6 separate regions of the Mus musculus genome follow, and regions 2, 3, 4, 5 and 6 are each linked to region 1. The links are chromatin contacts, called in public promoter capture Hi-C maps. All regions are on one chromosome and are shown on one strand. The core of a region is the stretch at or near the end of the contact, and the rest is flanking DNA. Distances in the headings are between cores, read along the strand shown. Region 1 holds the start of Snx14 (sorting nexin 14). Region 2 holds the start of Tbc1d2b (TBC1 domain family, member 2B). Region 3 holds the start of Morf4l1 (mortality factor 4 like 1). Region 4 holds the start of 4930524O08Rik (RIKEN cDNA 4930524O08 gene). Region 5 holds the start of Cyb5r4 (cytochrome b5 reductase 4). Region 6 holds the start of Pgm3 (phosphoglucomutase 3).

What was found. Promoter capture Hi-C pulls out the DNA fragments that hold promoters and counts their contacts.
Region 2: a promoter capture Hi-C map of erythroid cells shows a contact between it and region 1, with 34 times the contacts expected there. The contact joins the promoter of Tbc1d2b here to the promoter of Snx14 in region 1. A contact is called at or near these places in 4 of 39 promoter capture datasets (erythroid cells, liver and pre-B cells) and 1 of 9 other capture datasets (liver).
Region 3: a promoter capture Hi-C map of erythroid cells shows a contact between it and region 1, with 29 times the contacts expected there. The contact joins the promoter of Morf4l1 here to the promoter of Snx14 in region 1. A contact is called at or near these places in 10 of 39 promoter capture datasets (the C10 cell line, the HPC-7 cell line, cranial neural crest and 7 more), 4 of 484 Hi-C or Micro-C datasets (B cells, CD4 T cells, Th1 cells and 1 more), 6 of 115 datasets of contacts at active chromatin or transcription factors (astrocytes, embryonic stem cells, epiblast stem cells and 2 more) and 1 of 9 other capture datasets (pancreatic islet).
Region 4: a promoter capture Hi-C map of pre-B cells shows a contact between it and region 1. The contact joins the promoter of 4930524O08Rik here to the promoter of Snx14 in region 1. A contact is called at or near these places in 2 of 39 promoter capture datasets (hippocampal neurons and pre-B cells) and 1 of 115 datasets of contacts at active chromatin or transcription factors (differentiating embryonic stem cells).
Region 5: a contact with region 1 is called in a promoter capture Hi-C map of pre-B cells. The contact joins the promoter of Cyb5r4 here to the promoter of Snx14 in region 1. A contact is called at or near these places in 8 of 39 promoter capture datasets (the 3T3-L1 cell line, the C10 cell line, cranial neural crest and 5 more), 1 of 484 Hi-C or Micro-C datasets (B cells), 2 of 115 datasets of contacts at active chromatin or transcription factors (astrocytes and large pre-B cells) and 1 of 9 other capture datasets (adipose tissue).
Region 6: a contact with region 1 is called in a promoter capture Hi-C map of pre-B cells. The contact joins the promoter of Pgm3 here to the promoter of Snx14 in region 1. A contact is called at or near these places in 2 of 39 promoter capture datasets (hippocampal neurons and pre-B cells) and 1 of 9 other capture datasets (adipose tissue).

Annotation. Positions count from the first base shown.
Region 1 is chr9:88,437,454-88,441,487 of GRCm38.p6, forward strand. Snx14 (sorting nexin 14) reads right to left here and starts at 1,476. Exons shown (of 29, transcript NM_001359958.2): 1 at 1,215-1,476. The coding sequence starts at 1,354.
Region 2 is chr9:90,268,814-90,272,662 of GRCm38.p6, forward strand. Tbc1d2b (TBC1 domain family, member 2B) reads right to left here and starts at 1,956. Exons shown (of 13, transcript NM_194334.2): 1 at 1,539-1,956. The coding sequence starts at 1,898.
Region 3 is chr9:90,113,217-90,117,041 of GRCm38.p6, forward strand. Morf4l1 (mortality factor 4 like 1) reads right to left here and starts at 1,604. Exons shown (of 12, transcript NM_024431.3): 1 at 1,320-1,604. The coding sequence starts at 1,359.
Region 4 is chr9:89,825,248-89,829,572 of GRCm38.p6, forward strand. 4930524O08Rik (RIKEN cDNA 4930524O08 gene) reads left to right here and starts at 1,272. Exons shown (of 6, transcript NR_040735.1): 1 at 1,272-1,990.
Region 5 is chr9:87,019,792-87,023,673 of GRCm38.p6, forward strand. It overlaps Cyb5r4 (cytochrome b5 reductase 4), which reads left to right and starts at 2,238. Exons shown (of 16, transcript NM_024195.2): 1 at 2,238-2,462. The coding sequence starts at 2,388. It overlaps Ripply2 (ripply transcriptional repressor 2), which reads left to right. Exons shown (of 4, transcript NM_001037907.2): 4 at 1-650. The coding sequence ends at 18.
Region 6 is chr9:86,569,641-86,573,947 of GRCm38.p6, forward strand. Pgm3 (phosphoglucomutase 3) reads right to left here and starts at 2,202. Exons shown (of 13, transcript NM_028352.4): 1 at 2,090-2,202; 2 at 562-767. The coding sequence starts at 765. It overlaps Rwdd2a (RWD domain containing 2A), which reads left to right and starts at 2,348. Exons shown (of 3, transcript NM_001145969.1): 1 at 2,348-2,417; 2 at 3,197-3,423. The coding sequence starts at 3,223.

The DNA.
Region 1 (4,034 bases), core at 226-2,725:
CCCTTCTTTGCATAATACCAATTCATAGTACAGATCACATATCACATTACATTCTATGACTTCCTACTTTGGTGACCTCAGAATTGCTAGTTCAATCTGTCCCCAACACATGGCTGATGCACCTTAGAGAAGAATTATACTTTAGTCAGTTTCCATCGAAGAAAGTTGAGGACAAAACTCACATCCTATAGTTTACATTTTGCTCGGCTTTGCTAGTCCAGCTTGAAACACCTTTCAGAGGACAGAACTGTATTAAGTAACTAGTAATGTCTGCTGTTAAAGGAACTCACTTCTCCCACAGCCCTACAATCAAGCACCTCATCATCACAAGCCGGGCACTTTTTCTGTAAGACAGTAATTCATAGTAATTACTATCTGTTAATCTATCGCTTAAGCCCCAATTCTACAAAGCCACCAAGATGGCAGAAACGAGAGAGAGAGAGAGAGAGAGAGAGAGAGAGCGAGAAATGAAGGAAAACAACAAAACTGTTGTCAGAATCACAGGAAATAGCCTTAGTGAAACTACTAAGTCAAATCTCTTGTGTATGTTTCTCACTGTTATTCTTGCAAATGAATTACTTCAAAATAAAAGGCGACTGCTTGTTCAAAACAGAGAAAAGAATGTGACGATGTTTTTAAGTACACATCTTTTCTACTATCACTGCACCCATACTACTTCTGGAAATATAAAACACAACAAGCTTCAGGGGCGGAGACTTCTGACCTCAAAATGTCAATTTAACTACAGATCTTGAAAAAAAAGAAAAACCAGAATATTGTAGAGTTGCGATGGGTACTACACTGCTTTCTGACTTTGGGTCAAAAACCAGTATTTTAAAGAGACGAAATTGTGGTTGCAAAGGTGTGTGCCGGTGTGAGGGCGTACTGTTGCGAGAGAAGGCTTCCCCAAGAGGAGAGGCTGCGACAGAACCTTGAAGCCACCTCCCTCCGATCACCTTTACTGAACTGAGGTGGCATTACAGATTGTAATTGTAAAACAGACGATAAAGGCTCGTCATTGAGAAATGGTCAAAAAGGAGAGGTTGAGAGCCAGGTAACCACGAAGGCTGCGTGGTCCCGGGCCCGCACCCGTCCGCATATCCGGGAGCAACCTGGGCCGCCCTTCCCGAGACCGCGGTGCAGAGTGCGCTCCTGCCCGCCGCCCAGCAGCCTGCGGGCTCTCGAGCGGCCGCCGCGGGGCCAACAGCAGGTACCTGTTGAGGAGCAGCGAGGCGACGCTGAGGCAGAGCAGCAGAAAGCAGAACAGCGGATACTGACGGCAAATCTCGCGCCCCACGTCCAGCCGCAGCCGCTGCTTCAGCCTCCCGCAGATCGTCCGCACCCAAGACCCCATCTCAGTCCACGCAGGGGAGGACGTGCCGCCCTCAGAGGCAGAGGCGGAGGGCACCCCCAAACCCCGGCGGCGGAGCCACATTGCCACCCACCACCCAGCTTCACAGCTAGACTCAGCCGCACAAGGCCCCGCCCCGCAACCCTCGCCGCGCGTGCGCAACCAACGCCCCAACCACACGCAAGGCCGCCCCAAGGCCGCCGCCACCATCCCGCGGGAGGACTGGGGAGCGCTCGGACTGACGTTCTGGCGCGGCCACCCACTTTCCTTATCCGGAAGTCCAGGGAAACCTAGAATGCAGACTGGCAGAAGAGTGTGGGAAAGCTAATTGCACAGCAGCCGCGTGCGGCTCCTGGAGCCCTCTGGGAAATGTAGTCCATACAGCGGACCCTGCCGCCTCAACCTCTCGGATTCTCGTTGCCACACCTAAGGGAGAGGAGGAAAGGACGCCTTCAAGTCCGCTTTTTAAAAGGGGATCAAGCTGGGGCGTATGACAACCTACCCGCCCGCCACCCACCCGCAATCCACCTCCGAAAGAAAGTCATGTTAGCCACGTAACCAACAACGAGGGAGTCACCTCACCCCGCGATCTTAACCATAACCCAGCGTGTGACGACAGCAGGCTTGGAATCTGGATAGTCCCTTTTAGAATTTCATTCAGCATTTTGTAGGAGCTAAAACTCAGGCATGTAAAGCGTTTGAATTTACCCTACAAACATTACCCTTAGAGCGTAAGCTATTCTAGTTTCAACTACAGCATAATCACATCGCTGAGACAAGCAAGATCCTGCTCGGGATCGCTTCTTAGCGAAAACAGAATTTCATGCTATTCTGACACTGGCAGTTTCCATCAAGCCACCTCTCTCCCCTAGACAGGGAAACAGAACTCCTTGTTTTCTCAAGTGTATGTGCAGCTTCATTAATATTTTCAATATTCTGAAAAGGTGGGTGATCCTTAGTGGCTCATTTCCTTTACAGGATGTACCATCCTTTCTTCCCATTACAGCTGTTAGAAATTCAGGTCTTTGTCCTTAAATTTACATGTATTCCTAATTTCTTCAGAACCAACTTTAATACAACGTGTACCAAAGAACATTAAATACACACTAGCAGTATCTTTAGATGACAGTAACATTTCCACTCATGAAGTGTGCATCTGTCACCAAATTCTTTATATATATATATTCTTTATATACTCATGTGAAGTTTCAAGGTACACACTTAACATTCACTTTTGTAATTTTACACTGTTAACTCCACAAAGAGCACGGTAAATCCCAACAGGGATCAGTAGTCTGGACACAGCAAATACACACTCTCAAACAAATCACAGGACCAAAGGGCTGTAACCCAGTAATAATGTTTACCAAACGTGTAGGGTTTGATACCGAGATTTGCAAAATAGCCTTCCCTTACTGAAATAGACTGGGGCTAATAATGAAATAGAAACCGTTTGGATTAAGTGTATGTTAATCTTCATGCACCGTAAAATGCCTAGTGTGAATCTAAGTGATTTAAACTGGTTAGTCATTTGTCTTGCATTTTGTATTGCTTTGCTTCTAAGTTTCTGAACTTGTTAACCAAGATAGTGTACCTTTAATAGATTGTTTTTCATTTCTGCTCAAATTAGACACCTTTGAAACATTTGTCTAATTCCTTTGCAGAACTTAAAATGAACTAGGCAATTTGTCTATATTGGTTTTAGAGTGAATTTCTTCCCTAACAGGATTTTTGGTTGTAATGAGGACTTAACTGTCTCATAAATTGTTATCAGTGCACAACTTAACTAAATATCTTTCCACAAGACCCCACTGCTATGACTTCACCCATGAAAATTAACTTCTAAATGTTTCTTCACTCTTAAAGTTTACTATCCACTTTACACTTATGAAGTTTTCTAACTTATATTAAGCTCCCTAGAACAGCTATGACATTTCCTCAATCGATCCTGTTTATGAAATTCTGCCAGGCAATGATGGTACACGCCTTTGATCCCATCAATGGAGGGCAGGAGCAGGTGTGGATCTCCGAGTTTGTCTTCAGAATGAATTCTAGAACAATCAGGGCTACACGAGAAAGGGGAAAAGAAAACGCTGTCTTGCCTAATACTATGAACTGGATTTGCTTCAGCTCCTGCACTCTCATCTCTGATGGATTTAATTGTAAAGATTGAGTTGGGTGAATGGTGCTTACTTTGTACAGTTTTAGGTTTGAAAAAAATGAAAATTACAACTAATCCACTGGTCAAGGTGAAAATATGAAATCACACTGAACTCCAGAGGTTTGCTACTCCCCACCTCCAGCTGCCCCACTTAAAAATTCTAAGCATTGTATTTTGTTAGTCTCTGACCATGTGAAATGTGTACTGTTAAGTATAAAATATAAAGAAAAAAACTAATTTTTTTAGCCTAACTGGGAGAAAATATAAAATACACATGCACTAAATAATAGTAGTGCCTTGGACTGCAAACGCAGAGCACTGAGATTTTTGAAGGAGCCTCATGCTGCGGGCAGGTCTCGAACTCTTGACAATTCACACTGCCTCAGCCTCAAGTACTAAGATTACATGCATGAGTCATAATGCTCAGCAAATGTATTTTGAAAAATGATGCATTTGTCTGTACTAGACATGTTTACAAACTATAATAGTCCATCTAAAGGCCCGTAGACATCAAACTTCAGT
Region 2 (3,849 bases), core at 706-3,205, 1.8 Mb after region 1:
AATTCCTATTAGACCAAAGCAGGAACTAGACAGAGAAGTGATAAAATGTGTCCAATCCACATGGTTGATGACTCAGGCTGCAAGTTCAAATCTATCCAGGTCCAAAGCCGTCCATTAAGCACTGTAACTTCACTTAGGCAGATGCTGCCGCTGCTTAGATGCTTTTAAAAAATGAAAGACCTGGTAGGGAGAGAGTTCTAAAGCTATCTGAGAGAATCTGAAACAGGAAGCTCAGTTTTCTTTTTTTCACAGGCAATTCCACCGGAAATTCACCAGGGTCCACATGTACACAGAGGGCAAGCATCTGCCTCTGACAAAGCTCCCTGTGGACGCTCTGGGAGCCAGTCCCAAGTTTACACAGACACTGAGTTACCTCAAGTTGAACTGCAGGCCTGCTTGGCTTCCTTTAGAGAAACATTTTATGCATCTGCTAGTGGGGGGGAACATCACAGCATCCCCCCCCCCTCCACCCCTGTTCCCCCAGTCAGACTCTGCTGAGTCGACAAAGCTCTGAGAAAGGGCTTCAGGGAACAGCTCCAGCTGCTGCACGGTCTGCAGAGCTCAGGAACAGTTGCATGCTCACAAGGCCACTCTCCACTTGGCCAGCTTTGAGAGGGCTGCTGCTTCAAGCCCAGCCCTGTGGCTCTGGAGAAAGCCCAGCTTGCAAGACGGAAGAGAAGCCAGAAAAAGGAGGGTGGAGACTCAGGGAACCAAGCGGGGAGCAAGGCCCAGAGTGAGAGGCAGCCCAGCCCTAGGCCAGGGGTCCAGGCCCTTGGGTGCTCCAAACAGGACCATTCCTAGGAGATGTCAAGGTCCTGGCCTTTAGAACTCTCAGCAACAGGGAAATGCTGCCCCGGGACTGGTGACCATTGCCAAGCCTCCAATACTCAAATCTCTCTGGGGAAGCCTAAGGAAGCCTCCCATAAGCTGAAGCAACCCCTCCCACCTTTTCCAAGAAGCAAGAGTGGGCACTGCTGGAGTACCCCGACCTCTCTAGAGGGGGCTGTGGCAAATTAGTTCCCGGGGCCCTGGTATCACTTGCCTCTGGCTATAGCACTCAATGTACCATATTTACTAAACACTTGAGAGTGGAAACCACTTAATCCCAATACTGTTGTCCCCACTTTACAGAGCAGGCAGCTGAAGCACAGAGGGGTCTTTCAGAGGACCCAAGGTCACAGGAGGAGTTATAAATTAGGCAGGGATGGAGGGTGGAAGCCTGCAACTGTGGGAGGGTCTCCCACAGCATCCAAGGAATGGTGAGCGTGGACACAGGAGGGAAGCGAGGAAAGGCGTATCGGGAGATAATGGGTCAAAGTGTCAAAAGATTAGCTGTGTAACCCCCAACCCTGACTCAGCCTCATAGTCCAAGCACAGGTAAAGGGCAAAAAAAGATAAGAATGAGGAAGGAATCAGAGTAGGCAGTGGCAAAGAGAGGCTTGGGCAGGACAGGAGGAGGCCTTTGGGACAAGGAAGGAAGGTGGAGGGGGAAATCTGCTGACGGGACACGAGTGGGCACCGGGGCGCGATCGTCCCACCTTGAGCACGGTGACTGCACCGGCGCTGTGCACCTGGAAGTGTGTGGGCGGATCTGCTCCGGGCTCCGCAGCCTCATCGCGGCCCTGGTAGCTGAAGCAGGCGTCGGCGATGTCCAGGTGGCCGAGCGGCAGAGCGTCCTGGGGACTCTTGAAGTAGTAGAGGTAGCAGCGGCGCGAGTCAAACACGAACCAGCGGCTGCGGTAGCCGCGCAACGGGCCCTTGCCCGACAGCTTCTGCAGGTAGCCGCACAGCCGCGAGGGCTCCCGTCCCGCCACCGCCCCAGCCTCCGAGCCTGTTCCCGGTACCGCTCCCTCACCACCACTGCAGCTCTCCTCCACGCCGTCCCCGGCCCCCGGCATGGCCTGCCGCCGGCGCCCGCGCCCGCGCTCCCGCCCCGCGCTCCTCCGGGCCGCCGCCGCAGCGCCCACCTCCCCGCGCCGCGCCCTCCGCAGGGCCGTGGCGCGCTGAGCAGCCTGGGACTTGTAGTCCCGCCCCCGCCGCGCCCCCGCAGCGTGGGTAGCCTGGGTTCTTTAGCGATCCAGGCTAGCTCCACCCGTCCTCTACTAGTTGTTTTTTTGGGCATTCAAGGTCCGCCCTATCCCGGGAGAAAAAGTTCTGTTTCTTTATGCGAGCGTGGATTCCACGAGTGGGTTTCTAAAAAAAAACTAAGGAAAGTCTACTTAACACTGCCCTGAACTCCGAATAAGCTTTGATTTTAAAATCCGTGTCCAGCCAGTCATAGGCTCATACTACGAAAATGAGAGCGCCTGTTGCCTGGTACAGAGTGGGTGTTCGGTAAATATTTGTAGAGTTTGTGAATGGAAGCCAAAGTATGTACTGCCTCTCTACATCCTGGTTTGTTCACTGAATGAAAAAAAATTTATGGAGGGCGTTCTGTGTAGGATTCACACACTGGAGACTTGGCAGTGACTTCCTAGCCTCATGGAGATTATATTCTAATAAAGCACAACAATAATTCACACATTTTAAAAGGCAAACAAATAGAAGTTGTTTTGCTGCACAAATGCCCTTATGACCTGGAAATAAGGATGGTTGCTTAAAATACCACTGTGCTGGTAGTGTTTTGTTGTCTTGACCCAAGCTATAGTCCTTTGGGAAAAAGGAATTTTAATTGGGGGGGGGGGGAAGCTGGCAAGTCTGGGAGGCATTTTCTTGATTGATGATTGATGTGGGAGGGTCCAGCCCACTGTGGACCGTGCCACCCCTGAGCAGGTGGTCCTGGATGAAGTAAGAAAGCAGGCTGGGGAAACAGTGACGGGCGAGTCATAAGAGGGCAAGCTGTGTGGAGCAGTCCTCCATAGTTCCTGCTTCCAGGTTCCTGCCTTTTGGTCATGGTTCTTTATTACAGCAATAGAGACCCTAACTATAAGACATCACTTGCCAGTGATTACTTGAGGGTGTCGGGAATGTAGGACTGAGACAAGCTCTCTCCACATAGCCTGGGCTGGCACTGAGCCTTGGATATCTTCCTGCCTCCACCTCCCAAGTGGTAGGATTACAGGAATGTGCTAGCCCCACCCAGCTTCCTAGTACTTCCTGTATCAACTTATTTGAACCCTCAGAACAACCTCACAAGGTGTTTTTAAGTGCTTAACAAAACAAAACATAGTAAAAGGATGGAGTTTGTAAAGGAAGATGAAGGTAAGCTACTTTTGTAGGTTGGTCAGAGGAGGCAGATCTTAAGAAGTGAGCAGAGACCTACGTCAGATGGGAGGGGGAACGGTAACTAGAGACTGAGGAGGGGAACAGCATTCCAGGCGAAGGAAGGATGAGTACAAAGCTCACCTTTCCCAAAGAGAAGTAGACATTCTAGTTATATTTGTGAGGACATATCAAATATACCACTAGAAGAGGGTGCATGATCCCATAGAGCTGGAGTTACAGATAATGGTGAGCTACCACGTGGGTTCTGAAAACCAAATCCAAGACCTCTTCAAGAGGGACTAGTGCTTCTAGCTGCAGAGCCATCTCTCCAACCCTATGCACCCCCTCTTGCTTATTTTAAATTCGTGCATGTGCGAGTGCGCTCTCTCTTTCTGGAGCGCTCACTCGCATGTGCACGCATGCGCACACACCCCAGAAAAGACAAGGACACCAAAGTAGACTGCCCATTTGAAGCTTAGATCAGGCTGTTTAACTTCCTTTTGTGGCAGTCTTTTGTTTACTGCCATTGTTATTGTCATTAGTGTTGCTTCTTCCTCCGTAAGCAGATCCAGAGAGAGGAATCTGTCAGTCTTACCGGTCTATGTGCGCAGTAGGCTAGAGTCCTTTGTGCTTCGTGCCAGCTGG
Region 3 (3,825 bases), core at 354-2,853, 1.7 Mb after region 1:
GTAGACCAGAATGGCCTCAAACTCAGAGATCCGCCTGTCCTTGTACATCGATTAATTAAAACGTTTCGATTTGGAACTTGAGACTTTTAAAAGTCTGGCACTTTACTGGTTAAACATCCTAGAACAGGAGTTACGCAAGCGCCTGGACCCAGCATGTATGATGATAAACACAGACGGCCGTATCTGGCAGTAACAAGTTTAAAGTGTTCCTTTTTATGCTTATAGTTTTATTTCCTTTAGTATATCAGTAAATCACCTCGACAGATGAGTTGTGAGAACCGAGTAACTGCTTTCCATTAGCAGTAACCGTTCATCAGCAACGTTCTCAGTCAAAGCCAACTAATAAGCGTTAGCTTTCAAATCGCCATTAAAATCGAATACTACTACAACCAGTCAAGCAACTACTGTATTTAAAAATGACAAAGAGGCCATGCATCTCAAGATGGAAACGCCCTAAGGAGGAACTAAAAACTGTTTCCACGAGAACCGCTCGGCAGAGCACAGAGTACTTAAAGGGCCCTGGCGCACAGCTCCAAAAACAGCAAAACGATGCCCTCAGGCAACAGCAAGCCTAGGAACTCGCTCGGGCGGCTCCAGTTTTATTTTTTTTTCTGTCCCCACCCATCACTCAGAGGCAAGAGGAGGAACTGGTCTGCGCGTGATCGCCGTGCCAGGGGGCGCTGCATCTGGCCCGAAGCTGCGTGTAAGCTGCGAGACGCCGGCAGCCATGATGGCGCGGCCATCTTGCCGCGGCCATCTTACAACGCAGTTCTCCCGCCGCGGGGCGCACAGCCCACCCCCCATCCCCTGTCCTCCCAACAGCAGAACTCCACACAACGCCGAGACAGAGCCGCTCGTTTGTCCAACAGCCTCGAACCTTCGGCCCACAGTCGCCCGCGCGGCCCGCGGCCGAGAGCTAAGCGGGGAGGATGCGCTGCCGCTGCTCCCCTCCCCCACGCCACATCACCTCCCAACCGTCGCCGTCGCCATCGCTCACCCGCCCGCCGGGCACCTCCCTTCAATAGACTTTCTCCGCTCTCGGAAAAACAAACAAACAAGCGCCGAGGCTCTGCCACACGCACGGAGATGCCCTCGGCCCTGGCCGTGGCCGGGGGCTCGCTTTCGCGCCACCGAGCACTGTCGCGGATGACGCACTGAGATTACCCTCCGCAGTGCGCCTTTCCCCCTTACAAAGCAAGGCCTGCACGGTTTCCCCCGGCCGCAAGCCCCGCCGACCCCGACCCCCAAACCTCCAGCGCCCTGAGTCAGCCTCTCTCCCGTGCACCGTTAGATGCCTCTCCCCAAAGCGGCACACTCACCCTCCTGGAATTTCGGCTTAGGGTCCTGCTTGGGCGCCATTTATAAGTGATTCGCCGCCTCCTCCTTCTCCCACCACCCCCGACTACCGCCCCCTACTCTCTACCCCACCCAACTCAGCGTCAGACGCGCCGTCGGCCACAGCCAGCTCTACATCCTGGGCGCGATTTGCCAGCGCCGCCTGACCTCACAGCACCGCGACCCGCGCAGCCGCCGCCTCAGCCAACGGCTAACCGCTACGCACACAAGCCTGCGCCCGTGCCGCCCAGAGGCATGCCGGGATTGGTAGTTCGACCTCGGATGACGCCAGCAGGGTGGGGGAGGGGAGTGGGAGACAATTGCCCCCCCCCCACGCCCGCGATCCACCACCGCCCCTGTCCCCAACCCCAGCCCTCTAAGTATCCAGACCCCAGAGGCTTGTTAAAACCCAGATTTTTATTTTCTGTAGGTGACAAAGAGGAAGGAATAAGTAAATCACTAGCTAGTGACGAAAGGATGGGAAAAACTCAAGGGGGGCAGATGCTTAGATAGGAAATGAAGCCAGGTAAATGTGGTGGGGTGTTGAAGTGGCCTGAGGACAGGACTGTCTCTGCAGCCTGAGTTCCACGGCATCACCAGGACTTGGCCTAGGAGAGCGCTGGAAGCCAGAAATGAAGCTAGATGCGAGTGAGAAGGTGATCCTCTCCAGAAGCTTCGGTGTCTAGAAAGCCATGCCCTGTTTGAGGGAGTTGGGGGTTGGGAGGGGGTGGGGGTCCGGTTCCCATGACTATTTGTAGATTGCAGCTTCTGACTCTTGAAGTACTTAGTCTCACTAAAGGGGGCAAACCTGGATTGCTGTCAAAGTCAAGGTTCCATACTTAACCCCTTTGTACCATCTTTTGCCATCTTATTTCTTTGGGGTAGTATTGGATGTATACTCAAAAAAAAAAAAACCCAACCCACAACAACAACAAAACCTCTCTTCACATTGTTCCTATGTTCAAAAACTCCTTAATGTACTCTGCTGTGAAATAACACTGTACCCCTGTACCCACTAAATTACATGAATTGCACACAAAGGATCAGAGCTGTTAATTAGGGAGATAAGTCAGAAAACAGTCACCCTGATATTTGAAGCCCTTCCACACTTTGTAGCTACCTAATTATCCTAGGCAAACCTTTATGTCAAAGCCTTTTCTCTTTTCAACAGAGTCTTACTAAATATATTTAACCCTGGCTTGCCTGGAACTGGCTATATAGACTGAGAGGACCATGAACTCACAGTGTCTAGCTCCTGAAACTCTGTCTCTATTTTTTTTTCAGTTATTTTTTTTTTTTTTTTTTTTTTTGAGACCAAGTTTCTCTGTGTAGCCCTGGCTGTCCTGGAACTAGCTCTGTAGACCAGGCTAGCCAAAACTCAAACATTTACCTGCCTCTGCCTCCCAAGTGCTGGATTTAGAGGTATGCACCACCAAACCTGGTTCTGATGTACTTTAAACTACTTTGTGAAAAGTTTTCTCAGGTTACATTTCAACCAGCAAGTTGAGGATACCTGTTTTCCCACATCCTTGCCACACATGTTATTTCCACTCTCTGATTTTAAATCAACAGAAGTATGTTGTGCAGAAGAAGCTAGGTATAAGAGTGAACATTTTCATCATTGATTCAAAATCAGGACAGCAGCCAGGCAGTGGTGGCACATGCCTTTAATCCCATCACTTGAGAGGCAGGCAGATTTCTGAGTTTGAGGCCAGCCTGGTCTACAGAGTGAGTTCCAGGACAGCCAGGACTACACAGAGAAACCCTGTCTCGAAAAACCAAAAAGAAAAAAAAGAAAAAATCAGGACAGCGTTCAATTGGATGTCCAGGGTGGGTAGAGGGAGATAAATATGAAAGAGGTACTTTTCCACGGGTAACTTTGATGTCTCCATGATGTCGCCCCCAGAGTGATAGTTAATGTTTCCTTTGCTGTTCATTGTTGAACCAATAAAGTCCTGTTAAGTACAAGAAGAAAAAAAAAAGGGCACTAAGGAATCTTGGTTTTTAGATCTTTTATGATTACGTGAATTTTGGGGCATGTCCAAACATACACATAAATTAATAATCTTTACCATATCTACATTATACCTTAATAACAAATTTTAAAATTTATTTATTGTGTGTTATGCAGCTGTTGGAGGTCAGAAGACAACTTGCAAGAGTCAGTTCACTCCTATCATCTGGGTTCTGGGTATAGAACTGAGGCCATTAACCTTAGCAACTGGTCCTTTTATCCGTGGAGTCAGCTCAACAAAAATATGTTTATGGTCGTTTAGAAAGATTTCATTATGGGCTGGAGAGATGGCTCAGTGGTTAAGAGCACTGACTGCTCTTCCAAAGGTCCGGAATTCAAATCTCAGCAACCACATGGTGGCTCACTACCATCCTTAATGACATCTGACGCCTTCTCCTGGTGTGTCTGGAGACAGCTACAGTGTACTTACATATAAAAATAAATAATAAATAAATCTTTTAAAAAAAGATTTCATT
Region 4 (4,325 bases), core at 22-2,521, 1.4 Mb after region 1:
TGGTGCCCCAGTGTTGATAAACTGTTCTGTGGGTGTGGCCCTATGTTATTGTGCAGGGAGGGGGGGCCAGGAGAGCTGCCAGTCTCCAGGCCTTGTAAGGAACAGAGAGGACATGTGGACTTCTGCATGAGTGACTTGCCAAGCCCAGTGACAGATCAAAGCAAGGTGTGGGCCAGGGAATGTCAAGATAAGATCCTGTCACCAGGAAATGAGAAACTGAAGAGGAGAGTTATGGGTTGTCCGAAACTGCTATACAGCCAGAAATTCAGTCCAGAAACTGGGACAAGGACCTCAGTCAGACACCTTGGGGACGTGCTCAGAATGCTCTAGTGGACACACCAGTGGCTCCAACAGTTGGGCATGATGTCTCCTGAGGTGCTGAGTGCCCCTCGTCAGTCCTGTGAGTGCCACATGGGCCAGCTGCAAATCACAATTAAAAGCCCAGCGATTCCGTGGTGTCTGGGAGAGGACTAGACATTGTCTTCAGTGAAGGTGTGTGCTCTCCTGTAACAACACCTTTGCAGCCATGTCTCTGTAAGCAACACTAACAAAACTCAGTAGTTCCTCTTTGTAAAGAAGACATGAATGTAACATTGTGGGGCCTAGCTGGGGTGGGAGGAAGGCTCAGCAGGAGAGGCAAAGTGACAGGAAAGGGTAATGGAGGTGACTAGGAGTAAAATACGTGCTATATATGTAAGAGACTGTCATAATAAAACCCATTATCATGCCTAAGTAACATATGCTAAATTTTTTAAAAAACTACATAGTAAAACTTAGAGGAAAATATGCCACACACAGATATACACATGCATTCATACATACATATATAAATATATACACATATACATATATACACAATACATAAATGCACACACATAGATACATACACCCACATATATGCAAACACATAAGCAAATATACACACACACAAATATATACACATATATACTCACATGGACACGCACACAGCCCCACCATCAACACCTTTTCTGGTATGCGATAAGTCACTCTCCAGTTCCAAGACTCAGTTTCTGTAAGTACATGGTGATAACAGGCCTACTTCCCAGAGCTATTGTGAGAATCAAGTGAACTAACCGTGGTGACTTAGCCTCCCTCTTCCACCTCTACTCATGATTTGCAAAAAGGAGACAGAACCGGTCACCGATTCCGTGGCAGTGTGAAACTGACTAGAAACTGAAGCCAGCCATCATCCATCCTTGTAGCTTAACAGAGCCCGCCAGGACTGCCTGTTGTCAGTTCCTGTCTTTGGAGTTCCCAGGGATCACGTTGGGATTACAGGACAGGAAAACCAGCAGGCAGAGGTATACAGAGCTGAGACCATTTGCCCTGGTTGTCAGTTCTGATCTAGGGGACTTGGCTTTTTTTGTTGTTTGTTTGTTTGTTTGTTTGTTGTTTTCTTCATTTTTCTTTGGCTTTTAAAGCACGTCTACTCAGTATTGGTGACCAAAAAGGAGCCCGATGTGAGCGTTCTGAAGGTAAGGCCTCTCCCCTGAAGCTTTATCACTAATGCACTCAAAGCGGCAAAGCCACCTCAAGAAACGCAGACAAAACACTGGACCTTTGTCTCCTACAACTGCTGGTCTGCACAAATGCTCCCTAGACCTCAGGGGATTTCACAGACCTCCTAGATGCCAGGTTGAAGGCTGACAGTGCCCATCCCCCATCACTGCAGTTATGTAAGCCTGCTTCCGGTAAAAGGCCCTGGCGAAAATCACACGCAGTTAGTGGCATCGCCAAGGGAACATTGTCCATCATGTCTCTTTGGGCCTCCTGATGCTCCACTCGATGTGAGAATATGAGGATCAATCAAGAGAAGAGACTAACCTCGAGACAGAGCACTAAATCGAGCAGAAAACAGGAAGGCCTGTCTTGGGCCTCCATTTGCGTAAACCTACAGACGCCATCAACTCCTCCAACAGCCAAGGCCTTTTCTGACCACAAGGGGGCGCCCGCATCATGCTTTAATATAGTACGTGCTTGGGATGTTGAGAGCGTGGAAGACTGCAGTCTCAAAATACAGATAGGGAAACTGAGGCCAGGAGAAAGCAAAGGGTTCCTAAGTCATTCTGGGTAATTTTCTTCTCTGTGATCTTCACTCCCATTAAATTGAGTCATGGCTTCCACCAAGGAATACGTTTTACGGATATTCCTCCGACACCCGGATGAAGAATGCTACTTGCAGACCGCCCCACAAGAGGGAGCACCTGTGAGCCTCTGAGCCCTATACCCACCACGAGCCTTAGACAGAATGAGCTTCGTACAAGATTTTGATCCAGGGATTCTGGCTGGGATGTGGAAATTGCTAGTCTAGGTAGTCTCAGAGGAGACCCACCATCCAGAAGCTTCCCAGATCTAATCCAGAAATGTCTGCAGCTTCCAACATCTAGAGAAGCCTCCGTGAAAAATTCTGCAGGCAACAAGGGTTAAAACCAAGTCGTTCACTTCAGACAGTACTGTCACAAGGCCAAGACAGTCATCAGGGATTGTCACTCAGAGTAACGCTGCTATTTACTCTGCTTGTCCCAATTATCCATCACTGTTTACAAGTAAAGAAAATGACTGTGATGTCGACTCTGACAACCTAGAATGAGCTGGGAAGAAGGTTTTAATGAGGAATTATTTAGATTAGGTTGGCCTGGGGCTATGAAGGAGTTTCGTAATTGGGTGAATTGAGTTGGGAAGACCAACTCATGTAGAAAGCAGGAGGCACCATTTATGGGGTAGGTCCAGGAATGAATGGGTAGAGAGAGGGCTAAGCACTGTCTTACACGTAATTAATGTTTTATCTGTTTCTGTTTAGGGACGTAAGGGGACAAGCTGCTGCTGTTGTAGTTGACCTGTGAACCCTTTCTTCCCTAGCTTGCATTTGTCGGGTACAATGAGGTTCATGGTGTTTAAGAGAGATGTTCTCAGGGATAAAATTACTTCGTTCCCCAGTTTCTCTAGAGAACCCTCACATAAAAAGCAGGAACTGGTGGGTACCTGCTGAGCAGACACCCCAGACTCTTCCAGCGGCTCAGTGACTGCCTCACCGTTTGCACATGTCCCGGCTCTCCACTTATGCCCAGTTCTTCATCCTTACCACCAGGAACTCTGTAGACATTCCCAGATCTGTTTCCTTGGCATGAGTCAGCCTCCCAGAGACAGCCGGGGCCAGCCTGGTGACTGCATAGGGCAGAAGGCTGCCCAGGATTTGTGCCTTCACCATGGCAAGGTGACAAGGAGATTCCTGAGAAGGTGTGTGGTTTCTTCTACATTAGATATTTGGATCCCTGAGGGAAGCAATCTCTTCTAGACCACATGAAAAACAGGCAAGAGTGCCCGAGCACGTACTCACCATTCAGGTGCTCTGGGCTCCACAGGGCAGTGACCGTTTGTTTATTCCAGCCTCCCTCAAATTCAGACTCTCAGATTAAGTGTCTGGACACAGCCACAGAAACCAAAAACATGTAGTTTTTTCCTTCAACGGAGTCTGAAACCAATCGCCATACCACCAAGTCAGGGGGTGCTGATGACACTCCCAGAGCAGACAGACAGTACTGTCCCCTACTGTAGAATAGGAAGGCGTGCCATAGAAGATGGGTTAGTCTGGAATCAGAAAGGGTATCCTAGGGCCCTTCCACTTTTCGTGGGACCTGAAGCTTATAAAGGTGTGTGTATGTGTCTATTTGTATGTGTCTCTGTGTGTGTGTGTGTCTGTCTGTCTATTTCTGTGTATCTGTCTCCATGTGTATGTTTGTCTGTGTCCATAGATCTGTATGTCTGTGTGTCTGTGTGTCTGTATGTGTATCTGTATGTATGTGTGTGTTTCTGTGTGTTTGTATGTGTAAGTGTGTGTCTCTGTGTGTATATCTCTATGTGTATCTGTGTGTCTGTGTGGATTTGCATGTGTAAGTGTATGTATCTGTGTGTATATCTCTATGTGTGTCTGTGTATCTGTATACATGCTCACTTTCAAGGGGTGGGAGCCTGTTTGAACAAAAGGTTAGAAAACCAAAACCAAGTACAAAATCCAAGACTGTGCTTTTAAATGAAGGGGAAAAAAATCACATAATATAATTTCTGTAAAACTTGAAAGTATTGGCAACTTAACAAAAGTTGGAAAAAGAACATTGTTTTTGCACCAATGTGCCTGACTTGACTCTAACATTTTTTTGACATTCATGTTCATTTAATCACTGAATAGTCTCTGCATAAGACAAGAACTATGTAATGTCATTTTTTTCCTTGTCAGAAAAATGTAAAAAGAAGTCAATCTTTCCTCCAGCTTAGTACATCAGAGAAAAATAGAGTTGGTAATTTCA
Region 5 (3,882 bases), core at 988-3,487, 1.4 Mb before region 1:
GAAAATCAATCTAATTAGTTACTTCTGTTGACAATTTGAATTTTGTATATAAATGTACCATAAACTTTTAAAACTAATTTATTTGTATATACATTATTAATAAAACATTTTGTAATAATTACAGTATTTGGAATCCTCTTTGTCCCTACACTAGAATTAAATGTTGGGATTTTAAGATAGACATCATGTACAAATGTCCTGATTGTGTTATAAATATTTGTGATTCACAAAGAATACTTCTGGTTTTTTTTTTATTAAATCACAAATTTATCTTTAGTTATAATTTTTCAAGGAACTATTTGGTTTTTTTAAAAGACCGGCTCTTGTAATGTCTGGTGTTTTCTGCTGATCTCAATTGGATGTTTAGTTACAGATGATATAATCTTGGCAGTTAGTGAGGAAAACTGGGTGCTGCTACTATTCTCACGGATATTAGTATTTGTTTGCTTGCTCATAGGGAAATGCTTTAAGTAATTATAGTTGAGAAAGAAAAACAATCTTGGGTCACTTAAATCTTAAGGACTGTAATTAAGTATGGAGTAGTGTGACTCTCACTCTGATATTCTCCTGTTGTCTTTAATCTGGTGTTCAGTACTTTCTGTATATGTTGAAGGATTCCTATAATTAAAAAAAAAAGGTTTAAATTTGAATGATTTGTACAGAGTCTAAAAACGGTGAGAACATGAAGTTGCTCTCTTTTCTTTTGTCCTGGATAAAGCTAAGATTTGGAAGACATAAAATTCAACATTATCCACTTTCCTTTTGCTTTAGTTTCCCGCTCACAATATTCTCATATAAACATCTTCTTCTGGGGAGTAAAATAAATCCTCAGTGACTGATTTTTCTTACATAGGCATCACAGAAGAAAACTTATTCCATACTTTAATGAGATGGACGATGGACTTGCATGGTTAGGGTGACACAGTAGATTATGCTCATGAAGTCCTTTTAGTTTTTATATAATCACCTGCTCAGCAGTTCAGGTGCAAACAAACATATTTTATTAATCTATAATCTGAGCTACTTGTGAGGATGAGGCAGGAGAACTGCAAGTTCAATGCTTGTCTGACAATATACCAAAAATATTTTCCTGCAGTATTCCAGAATAAAAATGGGTAGAGGTGGAGATGAGAGGTAATTAGCTAGCTAAGAAATGTCCCGTGCTTGAATGACTAAGCATATCCACAGACTCTCTCATAATATTAAACCACATTATCACAACTTTGACTCCCAGGGACTCTGGAAACTACATAGCTGGAGTAAATGATGTGTCCAGAATCAGAAAAAATTAGAACCCCACAGAGAATGGGATGGGTTATTTAGAACTACTCTTTGGGAAAATGTTCTCTTTCTATTGGATTCCACCCTGTGGATCTGTGTATTTTCCTAGCAAAAAGAAAAAGCCAATGTATCACTAACATGGACCCACAGTGTTAGGAATTTCTCTTGTTAACAAATCAGGATAGTATAAGGTGGCCTGTCTTTTGTTACATGCCTATTAATATATACAGTATATGGTTTAGATATAGCCATTTATTTCTTACAGAAACCCAAGCCTATACAGACAAAATGTTCCTTTAATAAAAAGTAGCGTGCATAGGCCATTAAATACAAGGATGACACCAAAACCAAATCACTCTATTTAGGAGTGAGCTACTTGTAGATTTCAGGGAAAGTGAAGAGTTATGGGAGGAGGAAGAATGTGTGAGTGTATGGATAGAGAAGGTCTTCTGGAAACGTCGTCTGGAAACGTCTTTTACTCGTTTTCCAGACTGGTTCCCCAAACGTGACGTTTCTTAACCCACAGCAGAGGCTGCTTGAGTTCGGCTTCTTAGCTCATGAAACTGTGAAGTCCTCTTTCCTAGAGCTTAGTATTTTACAGGAGAGAACTATTCAGCAGTCTGAACGTTTTGATAGTGTTGTTTTCTTTCATATTTCAATTGTTGTTTATCAAGAGACAGGCACTGGTCTTCTTGTTCTACCAGAAATAACCCTCGGCCTCTATCAGCACCAGGGCTGGGGAACAGCTTCACTCTCTGATCTTTCAGCAGAAAGCTGTCATTTCCTTGTGGTGCTGAAGTTTAGGACCAAAGAGTAACTGAGCATGCGCTGCCCTGCCCCCAACCCCCGCACAGCCACCCCTTCCCAAGCCGGGCGACCGGGCTCACAGAGTGAGTGAGCCTTTCCTCTGACTCCGCCCCCGCCCCGCCTCTCGTGAGCGTGATTGCGTCACGACGCGCCTGACCCCTGGCGACCCCGGAAGTGGGTCGGGGGCTTGGCCTCGGCCGGGCCAAGGAGCCCGCACGGACGGTGGTGGGCGCTGGGGTCCCACCAGGGCAGCCTGTCCGGTGGCGGAGCCCGGATGCGGCCCGAGCCGGGGGCCCAGGATGCTGAACGTCCCTTCCCAGGCTTTCCCGGCCCCCGGCTCCCAGCAGCGCGTCTCCTCCCAGGGGCGCAGCAAGGTAAGTGGCGACGCCGTTCGTTCGACTACTAACTCAAACGCCCTAAGTGTGTTTGAGCTGCTGAAGTTGGCCGCGGTAAGTCCACTCGGCACCCCGCTTCCGGCATGGTTGCATTTCTGTCTCAAGCTGTCCTCTCCAGTCTTTTGTTCTTTACGGTCAAAGATCCAGGCTGAGCAGTGGCGGTGGCTAGGGATGATTGGAGTCTGCAAACCTGCCGTCAGATTTAGTGCCACCTCTTCAAGTCGCACTCCTCTGTGTATACGGTAGCCAGTGGTTCCAGCACTGCCTCATCTGTAGACACCCCTGGTTGATTTTGAATCTGGTACCATGCTCTTGTCTATTTGTTGAATATGGTTACTGTCAGCAGCAGGTGGAAATACAGATATATAGTTGCAAAATTCAGTACAAATTGTGTAGTGTATTCATTGCAAGGCGAATGCTCTTATGTTATTTTGCTAGTTCCTTATTCTGTAACCACATCTTGGTATTTTCTTTTGAGACTTCTGTCTTCTTGGGCTACTCGATTCCTTTCTCGAGTTTTATTTTATATGACTTTGAGACTTTCCATTCTTCTCCACTTAGATCTGAGGTTTTGCCCTTAGATCAGAAAAGGAATTGAGGTTTTCATTTATTTTTCAGAAATGTCTGTCCCCAGCTTTAATCATACATAGCACTAAGATGTTTTGTGGGCTCACTGATGGCCATGTGTATCTGGAGTCCTTTTCCTTTGCCCATTGAATCTTCACAGTTACCCTGAAGCTAGGGACGTTTACTATCTTCATTCTTGGTAAAAAGAAATAGGTTGATGAAAGTCTGCTATCAGTCACGTAAGCTTGTGATTATGACATTTCCTTCATTGCTGTGTGTGCGCCTCTGCTCACCAGCCATCAACTGGGTATCTTGCTCTCTCTTTAAGCTAAGTGCTTGGCTCCATAGTCTAAGGTTGCCCTTTGTAGAATGAGAACGTCAGTAACTGACTTTCTTCATTAAAATGGCTATGTTCTCAGCATTCATTTAAAGGAGAAAACTTCTAGGCAAAGACAGCAAGTTCCTTAGATGCGATAGCAGAAGTAAGTTTTGTTGTCCCCAAAGAGGGCAAAGTAAGATCTTTGTGTAATTTAATAGGACCCTCAGGTAGGATTAATTTCTTTGTTATGAAATGAGACAATCTCGAACCCTTGAGAGGCAGAGTTAGGACTGCATAAAACAATGAAACAGTCAGATAAAGTTTTCAAAAATGGAACTCAGCCAGATAGGCTGATTGTTAAATTGTTAAAAGTCTAGAACTTTGGAGTAGGAAAGAGATGTCTTTCCAAGACCCACTACTTCATCGCAGTCACATTCTGGCTCAGGTGTATGTACGCGTGACCAGTTGTTGTTGTTGTTGTCTTGTTCATAGGCCTGAGATGAGACTTTTCCA
Region 6 (4,307 bases), core at 952-3,451, 1.9 Mb before region 1:
CAGCAGCAGCAAGAGTTGTTTCAAACCCAAAGGTGTGGACAAATAAGGAGGCAGACTCCCAGCATTGAAATGTGGACTTTGAGCCAGTGATGGTGGCACACACCTTTGATCCCAGCGCTTGGGAGGTGGAGGCAGGAGGATCTTTGTGAATTTGAGGCCAGCCTGGGTCTGCAGAGCAAGTTCTAGGAAAGCCATGGCTACATAGAGAAACAGATAGAAGGGGTGAGAGGGAAGGGAGGGGAGGAGGGAAGAAAGAAGGGAAGGAAGGAGGGAGGAAGGGAGGAAGGGAGGGAGGGAGGGAGGGAGGGAGGGAGGGAGGGAGGGAGGGAGGGAGGGAAAGAATGTGTGCGCCCGCCTTTAATCCCAGCACTTGGGAGGCAGAGGCAGGCAGATTTCTGAGTTCGAGACCAGCCTGGTCTACAGAGTGAGTTCCAGGACAGCCAGGGCTATACAGAGAAACCCTGTCTCGAAAATCCAAAAAAAAAAAAAGTGTGTGGACTTCAGTTCAAGATTCTTAGACACTATAGCTTAGTCTTGTAAATAAAGACAGCACCTTGTTACCTCAGGGTTATGTGAGGCCGTAACCATGACTCCAATGGTAGATCTTGTTTGCTTTGACCGCAGGACAGCTAGCAATCCCATTCGAAACATGATATGATCGAGATGCTGGGCATTGGTCCGAAATCCAGCAGTCCCATACTGAAGAATGAGCCCCTGGGGCTTGGCATGGAGTGCCGAGCGCTTACACACAGCCTCCAGATCCATGCCTACAAGAGTAAGAAATAAAAGAAGGGAAAGCTTTCAAGTACTGCTTGGTAAACTGCCAACTCAATGTAGCACATTTGTTTCAATGGGACCCTCTCCAGAGAACCACTTTTGGGAAGGCAGGGAAGAGAAAAGGAGACCCTGGAGTTAAAATTACCCAGAAGCCCCTGCCTAAACCATACCCTCCAGGACAGACTCGGGAGAGACACCAGCCACTGTCCACTCCTATTCCACTCTGTCTTCAGGATGAACTGTCCTAAAGTAATGCCATCACACCATCATTTTATGTTACAGAAGGGTCAACTCCCGGTGTGGGCCTCGGTTAATCATATAAAGTCTGGTGTGCGGCCAGTGAAAGGCTGAGGCTGAAGGTCAGAAACCTGGAATCCGTGTGGCTCTTTTGCTGTTCCTCTCAAGCTAGAAAGAAACAGTCCCAAAAGAAAAACAATGGACAGTCATTTCCTCTGGTCTGAGACCCAACCCCACCCCCACCCCCATCAGCTAGGCCATCTCACAGAAGCCTCACCAATCTCCATAAAGACAGGCATGGCAGCCTTCTAAAGTAACATCAAAAACAACTAACATCTACCATGCTACTTCCAACCTGTCATTTAAAAACAAGTGAGTGTGGGATACCTCCAATTCATTCAACTCGGGTTTTCCACTTCGGCCAGCGGTGTATTTGCAGAGCCACAAACTGTACTTCCTGGGTCAGCTCTATCCTAGTTTGCCCAGAGAGGGGGTGCTGTCCCTCCGCTAACAGCCACACCTCCTCGCTTTATTGTCCTTCCTTGCTTCTATACACAACACTACCAGAAGTGTGGGGAAATGTTTGCTTTTCTCCGGTTAGTAAAATAGATCATTCCCAAGCTACTTTAGTTATCAAACTTTTGTCCACAAGGACGAATATAATTTTGTAAAAAAAAAAAAAAATGACCCGTTGGTAATGTATCCCTATTATTCATAGGGGCGTCAACCACTCCTACGAAATTCAGAACTCTCAAAGGAAAATCACAGTCATAGAACAACGGCATGCTTCCACCCTTTAATGCATTTGGAGTTCTCGAACTAATTTCGATTAGGTATGGCAATGTTTATTAAAAGCCCTAACAGTGTTTGCTTCTTTCATTCAAACTGCCACCCTTGGGGATGCATCCTGCTCCGAGCTACTGATTGACTCGCGGCTCCGCGCACTACAGCGCGAGGACCTCAGGCACCTGGGCCGCGCGCAGCGTTGGATAGGTAGGTCCGGCAGTCATGCCCCAGCCTCAGCTGCCGATGAACCCCCACCCACAGCGGCCCGGCATTCTCCACGCCCGCTCACCTAGATCTGGAGCAAGAACGTTCTCTCCACAGGCGAGACGCGGCCGCGCAGTGCGCACCAAACCAACTCTCTCAGACCTCGCAGACGTGGCCCAGCTTTGCTTCCGGCCCGACGCCCCGCCCACACCAATCACAGCCCGGAAGGGCCGCTGAACCCGCCCCTGCACCACCAAGCCCCGCCCCGACCAATCGCGGCGGGTTGGTGTCTGTGGCCCCGCCCTATGCGCCAAGCCCCGCCCCCCAGCCGTCCGCGCGCTGCTCGCGCCCGCGGAACTGCGGCTGCGGTTCGGAGCGGGTTCGGGGCTGCTTGGCTTGAGTGATCTGAAAGGGTGAGGCTAAGGCGGCTAAGGCGGGCCGAAGGTTAGCTCCCGGGGTGGACAGCTGCGCCTTTCAGCCTGGGCCTCAGGGTCCCGGGTCCCTAAAGAACGGGAGCGTTGACGTCCCTCCGACCACCGAGATCACCTCCCAGCCCAGCCCCTGCCAGGCGAGGTCAGCGTCATCCCCGCGGGTCTTCACCCGCTTAGCCCTAGGCGTCACTTTATTAAGTGGAAATGGCTGAGACCCCTCCTCCCAGCCCCTGGCTCTGCGGTGGCGTCCCTATGCACCTGCGCGAGATGCTGCACCCCACTGCGGTCCGGGGAGGCTGTCCTCCGAGGGGGCCTGCGGATGGGGGCTGGCGGCGGGGATGACCTAGAGCCCTCCCCTCCGCACTGCAGGCATCCTTCCTAGCTGCGCAGGCTTGAGATCCAAGTGGGATTCCCGGGCCGGTCCCTGGTTTTCCCGGGATTGAGGCTGACCAGGAATACAGGTGTTTGCAACCACCGGCCACGAAATCTGTCACCCGAGCACCTGTTGAAAGCGCAGACTCCAGAATGGCCGGCAAGGGTGGGAAGGAGAGACAAGGATTCTGGGGTTTGAGGGAGCATTTTAAAGGATGTTGTGCGTACTAGATTGGGGGGGGGGGGCTAGGAGAGAAATCTAAAGTGTATGGATGCGTGCCCGTAGCTCTCTACAAACAGCGGGACTGCCTCTTAGAAAAGGGACCTTGGGAAAATTTCCTGGACACCAGTCGTCATTTACAACCCCATTATTTCTGGGCCTTTTCCAGGTTTCCAAGCCGGCTGATTTGGAGACATGTCAGGGTCAGTAAAAGAAAGCCTTCAGCTTCAGCTGCTGGAGATGGAAATGCTGTTTTCTATGTTTCCTAATCAAGGAGAAGTAAAACTCGAAGATGTAAACGCCCTAACAAACATAAAGAGGTATCTGGAAGGCACCAGGGAGGCGCTCCCACCCAACATCGAATTTGTCATCACGCTCCAAATTGAGGAGCCCAAGGTGGGTGCTTTCATTGGTCCTAAGTGTTTCTGGGTGCCTATCGTGTTTTGCTTTTAATGTGTATGCGTGTTTCCCCCTCATGTATGTCTGTTCATCATGTGCATGCAGTGCCCCCTGGAGGCCAGAACTGCATGTGGGAACCTAGAATTGGACCCTGATCCTCTGGAAGAGCAGCCAGTGCTCTTAATGGCATAGCCCCAGGTATCCACTTGTTAACTGGAAAACCCAAAGCATGAGCTTCCTGTCCAGGTAACAAATAGACAATTTCAAATCCCAGGATGCGTTTGGAAGGAAAATGTACCAAACATGAGATGGTCCATAAATTCAGACAGACTTTAATGAAGTTAATGAGTGTTTAGGATTTCATCGGTTTTCAATGACACTGAATGTGCATAGTAACTACACATACAAAACCTAAATGTTAAATATAAACTTACCTCCTTGCTCTGGACCCTTTAGTCCTAGGAACATTAGCAGAGCAGGTACCATGTGGACTGGACATTTAGAAGAATGTTTTCGCTCTCCCCTACGAAGCCTTCAGTTGTCCTTCCCTCAGACCATTTTATCTCCTTAATTACACACTTCAGTGGAACCTTGAACTTCTCCCACAGTAGATTCTGCCTCTCAAATTGAAATGAAATTCTTGCTATGTGTGAGCATGGTCTCCCTCAGGAAGCTCCGGTCTGAGGCAGGAATCTTGTCTGACTTCATCACTTCCTGTTCCAGCACAGGACACCCAGCACACGTCGCTGGTCGGCGGTGGTTAGGAAAGCTGACTGCATACGTTGTTCAGTGGCAGGCAGGCCCTTGAGAGTCTCCATGACTGTTCCTATCGTAATCGTGCAGTTGCCATGATAAACTAGCTCGTGTGATTTCTCAGTATT